Linked DNA regions of Pan troglodytes: region 1 is linked to region 2. The links are chromatin contacts, called in public Hi-C maps. All regions are on one chromosome and are shown on one strand. The core of a region is the stretch at or near the end of the contact, and the rest is flanking DNA. Distances in the headings are between cores, read along the strand shown.

The links. A called contact is a pair of places that touch in the nucleus more often than the background predicts.
Region 1: a contact with region 2 is called in a Hi-C map of stem cell-derived neural progenitor cells, with 3 times the contacts expected there. The contact joins the enhancer-like site here to the promoter of MED13L in region 2. A contact is called at or near these places in 3 of 7 Hi-C or Micro-C datasets (blood, induced pluripotent stem cells and stem cell-derived neural progenitor cells) and 1 of 1 datasets of contacts at active chromatin or transcription factors (stem cell-derived excitatory neurons).

Annotation. Positions count from the first base shown.
Region 1 is chr10:123,218,356-123,225,736 of NHGRI_mPanTro3-v2.0_pri, forward strand. No RefSeq gene overlaps it. Among named protein-coding and RNA genes, the nearest start is that of MED13L, 150 kb to the left of the region's middle. Within about 2 kb of position 5,971, at least 7 of the 24 cell types and tissues checked have an H3K27ac peak or open chromatin away from gene starts, as enhancers often do. A contact at or near this core is called in induced pluripotent stem cells and stem cell-derived neural progenitor cells, where this site is marked.
Region 2 is chr10:123,070,112-123,077,023 of NHGRI_mPanTro3-v2.0_pri, forward strand. MED13L (mediator complex subunit 13L) reads right to left here and starts at 4,723. Exons shown (of 31, transcript XM_054664662.2): 1 at 4,560-4,723. The coding sequence starts at 4,631.

The sequences.
Region 1 (7,381 bases), core at 4,721-7,220, 150 kb after region 2:
AGATCTAGCTGGAGCTGTGCTCAAACAGCTGTGGAGGCATTATAAATCTCTCTCCCCGAGATGAGGTTCAGAGGCTCTTGACATGCCCTGCTAATGGTAAATCTTCCAGTGCCCACAGAGCAAGCCCTGGACTCTTAGAGCATCAAGGTGAGACTGCCTGCCCCCCTTAAGCCTGTTAATGGCATCCGTGATGTATTCCCCTCCAAATGTGGAAGGCTGCCTCTTTCTTCATTGGAAGCGTCAAGGGAGTTTTAACTGTAAAACAGACTGTGCTTCAAATCCCATCTAAATGCCTCATCCTGAAGCTCTGACCTGCCACTTTTCTGCAAATGACACTGGGTGATTTGAATGGGATTAGACTGGACAGTGGCCCCTGGCTGTTGTTTAAGTTTGTGTGGGTTTTGTTGTTTGTTTGTTTTAATGCAACCTGTCTTTAAATCTTCACTTTCAAAAAAAAAAAAAAGTGGTCATTAGCCTTATTTTTTATTTAGAGGATGTGAAGTCAGAAGTTCCCTTCCCTGATTTATTACCTCATAGGTTTATGACTTTGAAGAATCATTTCATCTCTTTTAGTTTCCTCATCTGTAGAAAGGTGATTGTAAAATCTTTCTTCTCGGCTGGATACAAAGATGAAATGAGATATCCTATGGCTATCAATCAGAGTTTTGAGTTGTAAACAATCCATGGTATGCTGATAAATAGACTCTTCCAAAACAAAAAAAGCCCTGATTTGTAGCAGTTGCCAATTTCCGTGGTGAAAATACACCCATCTTGGCTGATTTTAAGTGACCAACATGATGTCACTGAAAATTGAATTGGGAAGGGGTGCAAACCTTCTCCTGAGCTGGTAGGAGCTGACTCCAGCACGCCCCTGAAGACAACAGATACCAATGCTGACTAATTTTATTAGGAAAAATATATACCCAAAGGATATGGGGTAGCTTGAAGAATTTCCAGCAGGCAAATTGGATTTGGAGTTAGTTTGTGCATTCAGGAGTAACTCCCACATTGCCCCAGAAGTCATCCAATAAGTGAAGATGCTACTGCTGTCCCCTCTGTCACAGATACAGTTATATCCTCCCTTATAGCCAACAATTCTGGACACCAGTCAGTGCCACTAAAACTGCAGCCACTGACATCTCTGAAAATGCCATGTAGCTGCTGGGCTGCTACTACTCCCAGTTAGCACTGAGATGTACGTTTTCTATTTCCTCCACAATTAGTGTCTCATTTAATCTGGGAAAGTGCACCTGATTGGTGGAGCCAAGTCATGTGCCTGTGCCCTAGCTGCAAGGGAAGCTGGGGAAGGGAGAGTGTTAGTTTCTTGTGACTGCCATCATGAATTCTCTAATGTTGTAATGAAGTCTCTAGAGGAGGACCCTTCCTTGCCTCTTCCAGCTTCTGTATCTCTCTTCTGTTTGTCTCCTAAAATGTTACTTGTCATTGCATTTAGGGCCCACTCAGTCAATCCAGGGTGATCTCATCTTGAGATAATACTTAAGCTTAATTACATCTGCAAACACACTTTTTTCAAAAAGAGTCAAAAGGTAAATTATTTTCAGTGTCAAAGGTCATACAGTTGCAACTACTTAACTGCTGTTGTAGCATGAAAGCAGCATAGACAATATGTAAATGAATAGATGTGGCTGTGTGCCAATAAAACTTTATTAACAAAAACAAGTGGTGGGCCAGATTTGGCCCATGGGCTGTAGATGGCTGACTCCTATTCCAGAACATGAAGGAGCCCAGCTTGTGGTGAGCGCTCAGTAAGTGTGGGTTGAGTCTTCCGTCTACAGTGTCCTTGAAATGTATTGAACACGGGGACCAAGCGAGGGCAGAAATTAATAAAGAATTCAAAGAACACTAACACTCTGTGGCCCATATTCTTTTTTTTTCTTTGAGACAGGGTCTGACTTTGTCCCCAGGCTGGAGTGCAGTGGCTTGAGCTTGGCTCATTGCAACCTCCGCCTCCCGTGTTCAAGCAATTCTTCTGCCTCAGCCTCCCCAGTAGCTGGGACTATAGGCACCATGCCACCATGCCTGGCTAATTTTTGTATTTTTAGTAAAGATAGGGTTTCACCACGTTGGCCAGGCTGGTCTTGAACTCCTGGTCTCAGGTGATCCACCCACCTTGCCCTCCCAAAGTGCTGAGATTACAGGCGTGAGCCACCAAACCCTGACTTCTTTTGTATTTTTTGTAGAGATGGGGTTTTGCCACATTGCCCAAGCTGGTCTCGAACTCCTAGAATCAAGCAATCCACCTGCCTCAGCTTCCCAAAGTGTTGGAATTACAGGTATGAACCACCGTGCTCAGCTCCACATTCTTGAATAGACTACACAAAGGTGAGAAATTGGACCCCAAAAAATAAATACACAAAAATCAAGTTTGTAAGATGAGTGTTACCTGTTTTGGAACCCAGGGCTAATGTGGCTTACAATTTGATCTCTGGTTTCATGCTCAGTGACAGCATCCAGCCAGAGACCGGGGTGCCTCTGGTCACCAGGAAGACCAGGGAAGAATGTAGAGGGATTTACACAAATTCACCCCATTGGAGGAGAAACACAGGCAAAAGCCTAAGTGTCACGCTGACAAAGAACAGAAACTATCAACTGCTGCCTCCATCAGGAGTGAATCACATGAAATCCAGATTTTCTACTTCCAGGATTGCAAAACATCCAAGAAACAGAGTCTGAAGGGTAAAAGAAACAAAGAGTGATAGTGTGAAAAATAAATCAGCTCTGAAGGCTGCCGGACCTGGGTCCAATTCTCAGTTGCCTGGTGACCCAGACCAGTCACTTTACTTTCCAAGCCTCAATTTCCATATCTGTAAAAGGGGGAGTGTTAGACCCATCTCACCTCCTGGTTACTAGAATTAAACTACACAATTTTCATCATAAAACATAGCACCTGGCCGAGTGCAGTGGCTCATGCCTGTAATCCCTACACTTTGGGAGGCCAAGCTGGGTGGATCACCTGAAGTCAGGAGTTCAAGACCAGCCTGGCCAACATGGTGAAACCCTGTCTCTACTAAAAATATAAAAATTAGCTGGACATGGTGGCATGTGCCTGTAATCCCAGCTGCTTGGTAGGCTGAGGTAGGAGAATAGCTTGAACCCGGGAGGCAGAGGTTGCAGTGAGCCAAAATTGCACCACTGCACTCCAGCCTGGGCAATAGAGCGGGAATCTGTCTCAAAAAAAGAAAAAAACAACAAAAAGCACCTATTGAATGCTCAGTAAATATTAGTTCCTTCCAAGCATGACAATGGAATGAAGACTGAAGTTTTCTGTTTTTTGTTTTTGGGGGTTTTGTTTGTTTGTTTGTTTTGTTTGTTTCTTTGTTTTTTAAGACAGGGTCTTGCTCTGCCGCCCAGACTGAAGTGCATTGGTATGATCATGGCTCATTGAAGTCTCCAATTCCTGAGCTCAAGAGATCCTCCTGCCTCAGCCTCTTGAGTAGCTGGGACTACAGGCATGCGCCACAACACTTGGCTAATTTTTAAATTATTATTATTTTTTGAGACAGAGTTTCACTCTTATTGCTCAGGCTGGAGTGCAATGGCGCAATCTCAGCTCACTGCAACCTCTGCCTCCTAGGTTCAAGTGATTCTCCTGCCTCAGCCTCCCAAGGAGCTGGGATTACAGGCATGTGCCACCACACCCGGCTAATTTTGCATTTTTAGTAGAGACGGGGTTTCTCCATGTTGGTCAGGCTGGTCTCAAACTCCTGACCTCAGGTGATCTGCCCGCCTTGGCCTTCCAAAGTGCTGGGATTACAGGCGTGAGCCACGGTGCCCAGCCTTAAAATTTTCTGTAGAAACTGGAGTCTTTGTTGCCCAGGCTAGTCTTGAACTCCTGGCCTCAAGCAATCCTCCCACCTTGGCCTCCCAAAGTGCTAACATTACAGGCATGAGCCACCACAACCTGCCTAGGAGTGAAGTTTTGAAAACTTACATACCAGAATATATATAGCCAAGTAAGTGTGGTCCCTTAGAGGAGGGCCCTGGGGAAGGCTGACCCGTGACCAGCCACACTGTCACTGCACAGCACATTTTGGGAGTTGGTCTCTGATTAGCCTTCAGGGCCTCTGCAGTTTCTCCTGACTCTCCTCAGTGGTGGCAGATTCCCATTCTTGGAGAGTGAACTCAATTTTTAGACAGAGCCCAAGGTTAGATAGAATGGGGTCTGATGAATAAAGAAAGAGATGAAGCTGGCTGGGATCGCTTTGGGTGAGAAAACACTGGTGGCCCACAGGTCTGAATAAGTAACTATAATAAATAATAAAATAATAATTGTAAAATAATGAGCAGAGGTTACTTGTGTGGCTTGGAGCTTGGTTCTGAAGGAACTCCCCAGAGAGGAACTCCAAAAAGCCTTTGTGGCCGGGTGCGGTTGCTCACGCCCGTAATCCCAGCAATTTAGGAGGCCGAGGCGGGTGGATCACTTGAGGTCAGGAGTTCGAGACCAGCCTGGCCAACATGGTGAAACCCCATCTCTACTAAAAAATAATACAAAATTAGCCCGGCATGGTGGTGTGCTCCTGTAGTCCCAGCTTCTTGAGAGGCTGAGGCAGGAGAATCACTTGAACAGGGGAGGTGGAGATTGCAACGAGCCGAGGTTGTGCCACGGCACTCCAGCCTGGGCGACTGAGTGAGACTTCATCTCAAAAAAAAAAAGGCTTTGAGTTTTGGAACTTTGTTGAAATAAGTGACTAAGCCCCTGGAGGCATAGCTATACTTGTTTGGAAGGGCAAGTTCTGGGGCGTTTGCAGTCTCCGTAAGTTATAATCGTATCTTGTAGAATTCATTCAATCATTCAACTTTTTTTTTTTTTTAAATTTGAGACAGTCTTGCTCGGTCATCTAAACTGGAGTGCAGTGGTGCAATCTCAACTCACTGCAACTTCTGCCTCCCAGATTTAAGCAATTCTCATGCCTCAGCCTCTCGGGAAGCTGGGATTACAGGCACCAGCCATCTCACCTGGATGATTTTTCTATTTTTAGTAGAGACAGGGTTTCACCATGGTGGCCAGTCTGGTCTCGAACTCCTGGCCTCAAGTGATCTGCCCACCTCACCCTCCCAAAGTGCTGGGATTACAAGCATGAGCCACCATGCTAGGCCTCATTCAACTTTTTTTTTTTTTAAGAGATGGGATCTTGCTCTGTCACCCAGACTGTAGGACTGTGGTGTGATCACAGCTCACTGCAGCCTCGAACTCTTGGGCTCAAGAGATCCTCCCGCCTCAGCTTCCTATGTAGCTGGGACTACAGGCACGCACCACCACACCCAGCTAATTTTTTGTTTTTATTTTTGTAGAGATGGGGTCTTGCTCTGTTGCCCAGGCTGGTCTTGAACTCCTAGCCTCATGCAATCCTCCTGCCTCCACCTCTCAAAGCATGAGGATATAGGTGTGAGCCACTGTGGCCAGCCCTCATTTAACATTTATTGAGCATTAACCCCTCTGCTAGGCACTGGGTGTGTGCTGAATATGACTTGGTCTCTATACTCAGGTTTGCAGCCATAAAGAGATATTATCACAATTCTAATATGGAAACATCTAGACAACGCCACCGTGGTCTGTGCAAATGTGCTCCTAGAGTTGTGCAGTGCACAGCCTGTACCCCAGCCTTGCTTCATGGGAGGAAAAAATATGGAAGTAAGTTATATTCATGGGGTCAGGGAGACATTTGATCTAGAGCATTAGGGAGATGAAGGAGTTTTTAAGGCAGAAGCCGGTAGAAGGGAGTAGGAAATTCCAGACCCAGGAACAGTGCGTCCTGAAGTACAGAGAAGGGTAAGGTACGTTCCCCAAGTGCTGAGACATCTGGTGGAACTACAGGGAAGAGGCAGGCGGGCTGGGGGCAAGGAGGCTGAGGGGAATGATTTTTCCAGTGCATGAGTCAAGATCCCTCAGGGGCTTCTGGGGGAGTCAACGAGGCTGCTGAATGTCAAGCATTCCATTCCTCTGAGTGGGCTTCGCAGCCTCTGCTGGAGAGAAAGATTGGAGAAGGAACACGGGCCTTGGCATGGCACAGACCAGATCTGGATCCCAACTCTGCAGGCGGTAGATGGTGTGTTATCCTGCAAATTCCTTAATTTACAGAAGAGCAGGAGTTTCTTTATCTTCAGAGGAGCAGGAGTTTCTTTATCTGCAAACTGGAGGTCACAGGCGGGGCGCAGTGGCTCACACCTCTAAATCCCAGCACTTTGGGAGGCCGAGGCGGGAGGATGGCTTGAACCCAGGAGTTCAAGACCAGCCAGGCAATACAGCAAGACCCCCATCTCTACAAGAAAATTTAAAAATTAGCCAGGCATGATGGTGTGGGCCTGTGGTCTCAGCTACTTGGGAGGCTGAGGTGGGAGGATCGCTTGAGCCTGGGAGGTTGAGGCTGCAGTGAGCTATGATCATGCCACAGGCAACAGAGCAAGACCTCGACTCAAAAAAAAAAAAAAAAATAGAGGGCACAGTCATGCCTACTGTTAAGGATTGGTGACATGGGCAGGGGCTGTAAAAGTTATCATCTTTCCTCTCCAACCTCTGGTCTCTGTCAATCTCTTTATGTAGGTCTCTTTGTGTAGGGGACAGAAACCAATAATTAGGGTGCTGACAGCACCAGCCCTCTGCGGGCTGAGTAAGTAGGCGATTGTTGCAGTTTCTGAAAGTCTGTTTCTAGCTATTTGGCCCAAGTTACCACATTTCTCGTTAGCAGCACGAGCCCTTTCTCTGGGTTTAGCATTGCCCTCGCTCCACAGTGGTCTTTTAAAATGCAAATCTGCCCCTTTGAGTCTCCAGTGCCTCAGGGTAAACTACTTTTATCAGTGTTTTCCATCTGCCCTGGAATGGGGAGGCAATGGGAGTCGCATACCTTGGGCTGGGAGGGCAGCAATGACGGGGCCCGCTTGTTCGTCCCCAGAGAGATGGCAAGGAAGCTCCTGGGATTGGAATGGAAAGGAAGAAGGAAAAGAGTGTCGACGGCATTGAATTCCCCCATGCACGGTGTTGTGTGGGGTCCTTTGGATGCCCCGAATTACCTGCGTCTACGTGTGCAGGCAGGATGGGGCGGGGCTGGCATGCAAGCTCTAAGGAGACACAGGTACTGACCTCCTGGGACTCACAGTCTGGCTGGAAATTAAGCGTAAACAGATAAGCAAGATACGATGGGGCAAGGAGATGCTGGAATCATAATGGTTACCTGTTTTCTGAGCATTCAGTATGAACAAGGTCTCATGCTAAGAACCTTATCACCTGTTATCTCTACCCTTGAGTAACCACTTGACAGTTGAGGAAACTGAGGCCCAGAGGGGCTAAAAATGACTGGCCCAAGGTCAGAAAGCAAACAAGGGGCATAGATTCCATAAGCCAAGTTCTCAGCTGCTGTGTTGG
Region 2 (6,912 bases), core at 3,473-5,972:
TTGAATGTTGCAGTGAGCCAAGACTCCACCAGCCTGGGTGACACAGTGGGACTCCGGTCTCAAAAAAAAACCAAAACAAAAAAAAAAAAATGATAAGCTATATAAGCACCCGGCATAAATTCAATAAATACATACTATCCTAAACACACCCCCTTGCCCATTCTTCTCACAAAGAATAGGCCCTACCTAACTTCTTCCCAGTGAGTACTTCAAGCAACATCCACAGCAAAATATTTGTAGCATACAGGCCTAAGGTACATTATTGTCTCTTTAAAATTATGAACTCATCACACATACAAATGGCTCTTTAAAACAGTCCAGTAAACTGCTACACTATGCCTTAAATTGCTGTCTATTATGTACTTAAAAATATTTACTAGCAATTGGAGGTTAATACGGCAACTATTACCGGGTGGCAATTATTGCTATTAAAAATATATAAATACTGTAACACCATGTGCTACTAACAACAAAATGCTAAACCGAAAACATACATTAACAAATTGTAAATATTTTCATTACAGAAAATGATAGCCAGGCGTAGTGGCTCATGCCTGTAATCCCAGCACTTTGGGAGGCTGAGGCAGGTGGATCACCTGAGGTCGGGAGTTTGAGACCAGCCTGACCAATATGGAGAAACCCTGTCTCTACTAAAAATACAAAATTAGCCGGGCGTGGTGGCGCATGCCTGTAATCCCAGGTATTCCGGAGGCTGAGGGAGGAGAATCGCTAGAACCTGGGAGGCAGAGGTTGCGGTGAACTGAGATGGCACCTTTGCACTCCAGCCTGAGCAACAAGGCGAAACTCCGCCTCAAAAAAATAAAAAATAAAAAGAAAGAAAATGAACCATCATGGAAAAAAATGCTTTAAACATAAATTATAAAATCACAATGAACTGGTACAAAAAAATACTTTGTGTATTTTGGCACTTTGAAAATTAGAGAAATCATTCCCTTTTCCTAATTTCCATTTTATAGTCCACCCTAGTTTGTTCTAGCGCAAAAAAAAAAAAATTCAGACTTTCTACATTTACAACTATCTTCCCATTCTGCAAAAAAATCCCTTAAGACAAAAAGAAAGTAGGTCAACAATAGATTACCTTAAAAGCTTCAAATACAGAACTAACGGTCTTCAATAGGAATTATGTACTAATGGGTGTACTAGTGTCTCAATTCAGCAAGAATTTGAGATTATCACCCAATTGTCCATAGTCAGGAAGATTCTAAGCAAATAAAACATGAAAGTGGAGCATACATATCTAAGAACTAGAGACCACTCCCTCATATCAAAGAGCACATATTTAAATCTAGTTAAAGGGCACAAAATCACTTTCTCCATATTACCTCAATAGAGAAAAATAAATGTCTACTTAACATCCAGAAATTATGTCTTCTCACAAGAATGAGTTCACATACCATAGGGTGCACTGTTACACTTTTCAAAAAGGCAGATTTAACACACTTTTAACTGAATGATTAACTGAGTGAATATATAAAAAGTCACCCAGAAATGTGACGGACAGCATAAGAAAATAGTTTTGAGTCAGAAAGGCACAGGCAGGCATGCACTTAATGCAGCAGCTACAAATCTCACAGCAGTTAGAATAAGAAACTCATACAATGACCCATATCATATATACACAATGGCATTTTTCACACGTTAGGAAAAGGGAATGGATGCTGAAAAATTAATTTAAGAAATTTGATTCCGTGCAGTAAAAAATCAGAAAATAAGTAAAAGACTAGCAGAAATCTTAAAGTGTCTGATTGATTGCACAATCAACTATTGGTAAGCCATAATGAACACCTCAAGGTAATGGAAACTGGGTGGGTATTACCACGGTACAGAACTTAATCTCTTATTTCAATCTAACTAATGAGAGTATCTAGGTAAATTCTTTATAAATACTTTTCTCTGCAAAAAAAAAAACAAAACAAAACAAAAAAAAAAACCCTGCAGGCCAAAAGAAAAAAATGCATGCTATTATTAAACCATAAAGCATTCTTATAAAAAACATGATTTTGAACAAGGGATTACATCTCCTTCAGAAATAACTATGATATACAATGTACTTTGGGCAACATATTTTTAATATTCCAGGTTGCTACTGCTGTATAACATTTTCAAAAAAAAAAAATCTCAATTTGGAATCAGAAAAATGTACAAGTCAGCAGTTTAATTAATTTACATTTCTTCAATAGCACCTTATCCACACTCCACGTACAAGAGAATGAAGACATTCTACGTTCCTTTAAAAAAAAAAATCAACTAAGCATTTCTATGGTTCTCTAGTTCAAAGTTGCTACTTAAAAAAATAATTCTTTTTAAAAAAGCATATTCAAAAATCAATCCCTTGGTTTAAAGAGGTTTAGGGGAGAAATATCTCAAACACAAACCTTTAGTCAATCAAAATCAAAGTACAGAATCCTCTCCTACAAAATTGCTTCTCCAAAAGAATCTCAAGCATTTTATCTCTGTAACGTTATCATCCTTACTTAAGCTTTAAAAAAAAAAAAAGATAAAAGAAACGATATACCCTAAAGACTGACTATACATATACTTTCATTTGTCTACAGAATCCGTATATACACAGCCATTACCAGTCAGCATAATATATGATAATTTGGGAGATCGCTCTACTTGGTTATTTTAATAACCTGTAAGTGTCAATGTGGTCACCAGTAACCACACAAAAACCATTTTAAATACCCCTTGATCAATATGTTTGCTAATCTATGGAAGTCCCTGAACCTGACTGATACTAAATGATAAGACTGAGGAGGGAAAAAGTTGAGGCAAAAGGGGGTTTTACTCCCACATACCAAAAAACCAAGGGAAAATTATCACAATACTAAGAGAAAAAATTCCAACTTATAAATGAATTTTAAGATTAAATATCTGGATTAAAATATTTCATTTAAAAAAATTTACCTGATTTTACTAGAGTGGGAGCAATGATACTATGTCTTTGTAGGTAAAAATCACGTGTTGATTTTTTGGTCTGCATTGTAACACATTTAATAAAGTAACACTTTCATTTGAAAAGTTGGCGAGAATTTGCATTTCTCCATTAGTCTCATAGCAAAAAGGCATCTATGCCACCCACAATTAAATGTAACTAATTACAATTTGAACACTAAATTATTTATCCAGTGTAAACAAGGATTAAGAGGGAAATAATGCTTCTATCTACAGCGGGGGTTACAGAAAATAATTTCCAAAATGCATGCTCTCCAAAAGGGACTCACCTCCCCCCCAAAAAAAACAGGGTACACAACTTAAAATAAGTTGGGTGTTTTTAAGGCTAAATTAAATAAACCGTTCAGCCAATTTTCCAATTATATTCTACGCTTGAAACGTAATTGCCTTACATCTGTTTACAAATCTTTGCTCAATATTTAAACAAATTCGTACTCTCCTGGGCACATAGCTATACATACAGTAACTCATGCACAAAGCACATATTTAAAGACCACGCACTGCAATTATTAGCCTAAACGCCAGGTTTAACAACGTGAATGTTTTCAGAGGTAGGTAATACGACCCAATAAAAAGCAAAGATGGCATTTACCACCAAATGTCACTGCCACCGCCAGGAAAAGAGTTGCTGGAGCCCTATACATTTTTAATTTCGATGAATCTAGACACCGTCGGCGGGTGCCAGGCTTCCACGAGAACAATTGACACCCTAACTGCTTCAAGATTAAGGCAGGCGATTCAAATCCGAAGGAAAAGTTGTCAATTATCAGACAGAGCGCGAGAGAGACGAAGGCAGATAAAAGCGATGTTATCAAACCGACCAGCTTGTTGCTTGTGTGTGTGTGTGTGTGTGTGTGTGTGTGTATGTGTGTGTGTGGATTCGTTGTTAGGATAGAGAAAAACAGTTTTTTAAAGACACAGGAGGAGAGAAAGAAGAAAAAGCTTTCTCCACCTTCCGTCGGCTCGGTGCAATGGCTTTACGGCTCTCCAGCATAGTAAGCCCCGAGAGGCAGGCGGCTGTCGATGTTTACAATCGCGGGAGCTTCGGGTGCAAGAGTCCTTTCCTGACACAATCGCATTCAATCAACTATTTTAGGGCGAAATTGCAGGTGTCATTATGGAATTTAAAAAAATTCAAAAGGCAGGCGGGCGGGCAGGCAGCCGATCCGACAACGGGGGAAGAGGTTGCCGATCGGAGGCGCGGCAGCACAAGGCAAAGCCTTCCACATTTACGGGGGGAAAAAAGGGGGGAAAGGGGAGGAGAAGGGGAGTGCGATTGCAACAGAGGGTGGGCGTTCGAAGTGCGACCCAGAATCCGCAGCTCCGAGACTTCCACATGCAAATTCCACGCCGAGCGCCGCGCTCACAAATGATTTTTAAAGAGCCAAATAAACACTGGATGGGATCCAAGGCGAGAGAGAGACGATCCAAAAGGGGGAGAATCGGCGAGAGGCGAACGGCGGGGAGACGCGAGGGAGGGGCGAAGTCCCGGCGGCGGGAGGAGAAAGTTGGTCGGCGGCGGAGGTCGGGGACCCCCCCCTTCCCCGGCACAGCCCCCTCCCCGCAGCCCGGCTACTCACCAGCGAAAAGAGGTTGGAGTGACAATCCTCCAGGCTCGCCCCGTTCGCCACCCAGTTCGCTGCGGCAGTCATGATCCTCCGCGAGCCCGGCCGCCAGAGCGGGGCATGTCGGAGCGAGGCGTCCGAGGCGAGGCCGGGCCGGGCGGCGGCGCCTCGCCGGGGAGCGCGGGGCGGCCGGGCCGCCGCCGCCGCCGGGGGAGGGCGCGAGGGCCGGCGGGCAGGCGGGAGGCGCCGCGGCGACGCCGCGCCGGGGGCGGCGGGCCCGGGCTGGCGGGGGGGTCCGCGGCGGCCGCGCGGCTCCTTCCTGCTCGGGCGGCGGCGGCGGCTGCGGCGGCTTCGGCGGCGGCGGGGGGCGCTGTCCGTGCGGCCCGGCGCCCTCCCCGCCTCTCAGGGCCGCCGCTGCCTCCCGGGCCGGCGCTGCGGGCCGGCCACCGCCTCCGCCTTCCCTGCTCCTCAGCCGCCGCCGCCGCCGCTGCTGCCGCTGCCGCCGCCTTGTTTATCTCCAGCCACCGACTCCCCCTCGGCCCCCGCCGGCGCGCGAGGGGAGGCGAGCCCCGGAGCCGCCGCCGCCGCCTCGGAGCCGCCGCCGCCGCGGAGCGCGAACTCGCGAAGGGGGGGGTGCGGACGAAGCCAGCGGGCGACCCCGGCAGCCGAGCGACGTCCCCTCCTTCCTCTTCCTCCCCCACCCCCCCCTCCTCCCCAGTCAGCCTCGCTTCTCCTCCCTCCCCGGGCTCGCTTGCTCTGACAGCAATGGCGGCCGCCGACCGCGGCTCGGCCCGCCATTGGCTGGCGCTTGGTCACGTGACGGGCGCCGGCCGCGCGGGGGGAGCGAGGGGCGGGCGGGGGAGGGGTCCGGAGTGGCGGCGGCGGCGGCGGCGGCTCGCGGGAGGCGCTGCTGAGCTGAGCGCGGCCGGGTCCTCGGGCCGGGAAGAGGGAGGGAGGGAGGCGGAGAGGGAGAGAAAGAAGTGCGGGCGGCCAGGCTCCCCGGCGGGCGGCGGACTGCCGGCCCGTGGCTGCCGTGGGCTGCCCCTCGTGGCCGCCCCGCCCCCTCGCGGTGCACTGATCGTGGCGGGGCGGGACCGTGGGTCCCGGGCGCGCCCGTGGTGGCCGCGGAGGAGGGCGCGGGACCCCCGGCCTGTGCCCTCGCAGCCCAGGCCGGCTGGCGTGGCGCGGCGGCCGGGATGTGGGCCAGGCAGCGGGTCCGAGTGCCCTGGGGAATGTGTCCTCAGAGGCTCGCGCGGCCGTCCGCCTTTTGCAGAGGAGAAAACTGAAGCACAAAGGGATTAAATCACTTGCCCGAGGTCGCACACTTGGGAAGAGGAGTCCAGATTCGAACCCGCGCACAGTGAAGCCAAGCTCTTGGACAAGGTTTCACCGGCTTCGCCCAGGGATATTCACGGCTGCCATAGACGGAGCGCTTACTGTGTTCCAGGCACTGTGCGTTTAATACAGAAATGTTTATTGAGCCCTTACTCCTAGTTACTGTGTGCACTCATTCATTCATTCATTCATTCATTCCATAAATGTTTCCTGAGCTCCTGCTGTGTGCCAGAATCTGTTATAACTTCCAGGCACTGTGCTAAGGCCGTGTTGGGAGCAGACCCTTCTTCCTGGCGTCATTCATTCAATAACCAACATTTCCTGAGAGTATATGGCCTGGGAGTCCGGAGGAGTGCTGCTATGAAGAGAAGCTCTCCCAGTCCTCAAGAAATGGATCCCCGAAAAGGGGGAGGAGGAAACAATGTCTTCACTAATACGCCTCCAAACATGGAACAATCAGCTGTTTCAGGTAGATTAAGCTAAAAGAGGAAGAGTCGATGGCTGGCACAGTGGCTCACGCCGGTAATCCTAGCCGAGGTTTAAGACCAGCCTGAGCAATGTAGCAAGAACCCCCGTCATGACAAAAAAAATAAAATACGAAAATTAGCCAGGCGTAGTGTGGCATGTGCCTGTAGCCCTAGCTACTCGAAAGGCTGAGGTGGGAGGATAACTTGAGCCCTGGAGGCAGAGGCTGCAGTGAGCCCAGTGAGCCGAGATCGCATCACCGTACTCCAGCCTGAGTGACACAGAGAGGCCCTGTCTCAAAAAAAAAAAAAAAAAAAAAAAAAAAAAAAGGAAGAGTAGAAAGCAGGGAAGAGATGAGAGTGTATAATAAGAGAAGTCTTAAGACACGTGAACTGAGTTTTGGAACTACCACAAATACTGCTAAAGCAAAACTCATGAGCAACATGTTATAATGTGTATTATCATGCAACATATTGTTACAATGAATGTCGTTACCTACATTATTTCACATAATCCGCAGAACAACCACCTAAAGTAGATACTGTTATTATTCTTAGGCTGTAATTAG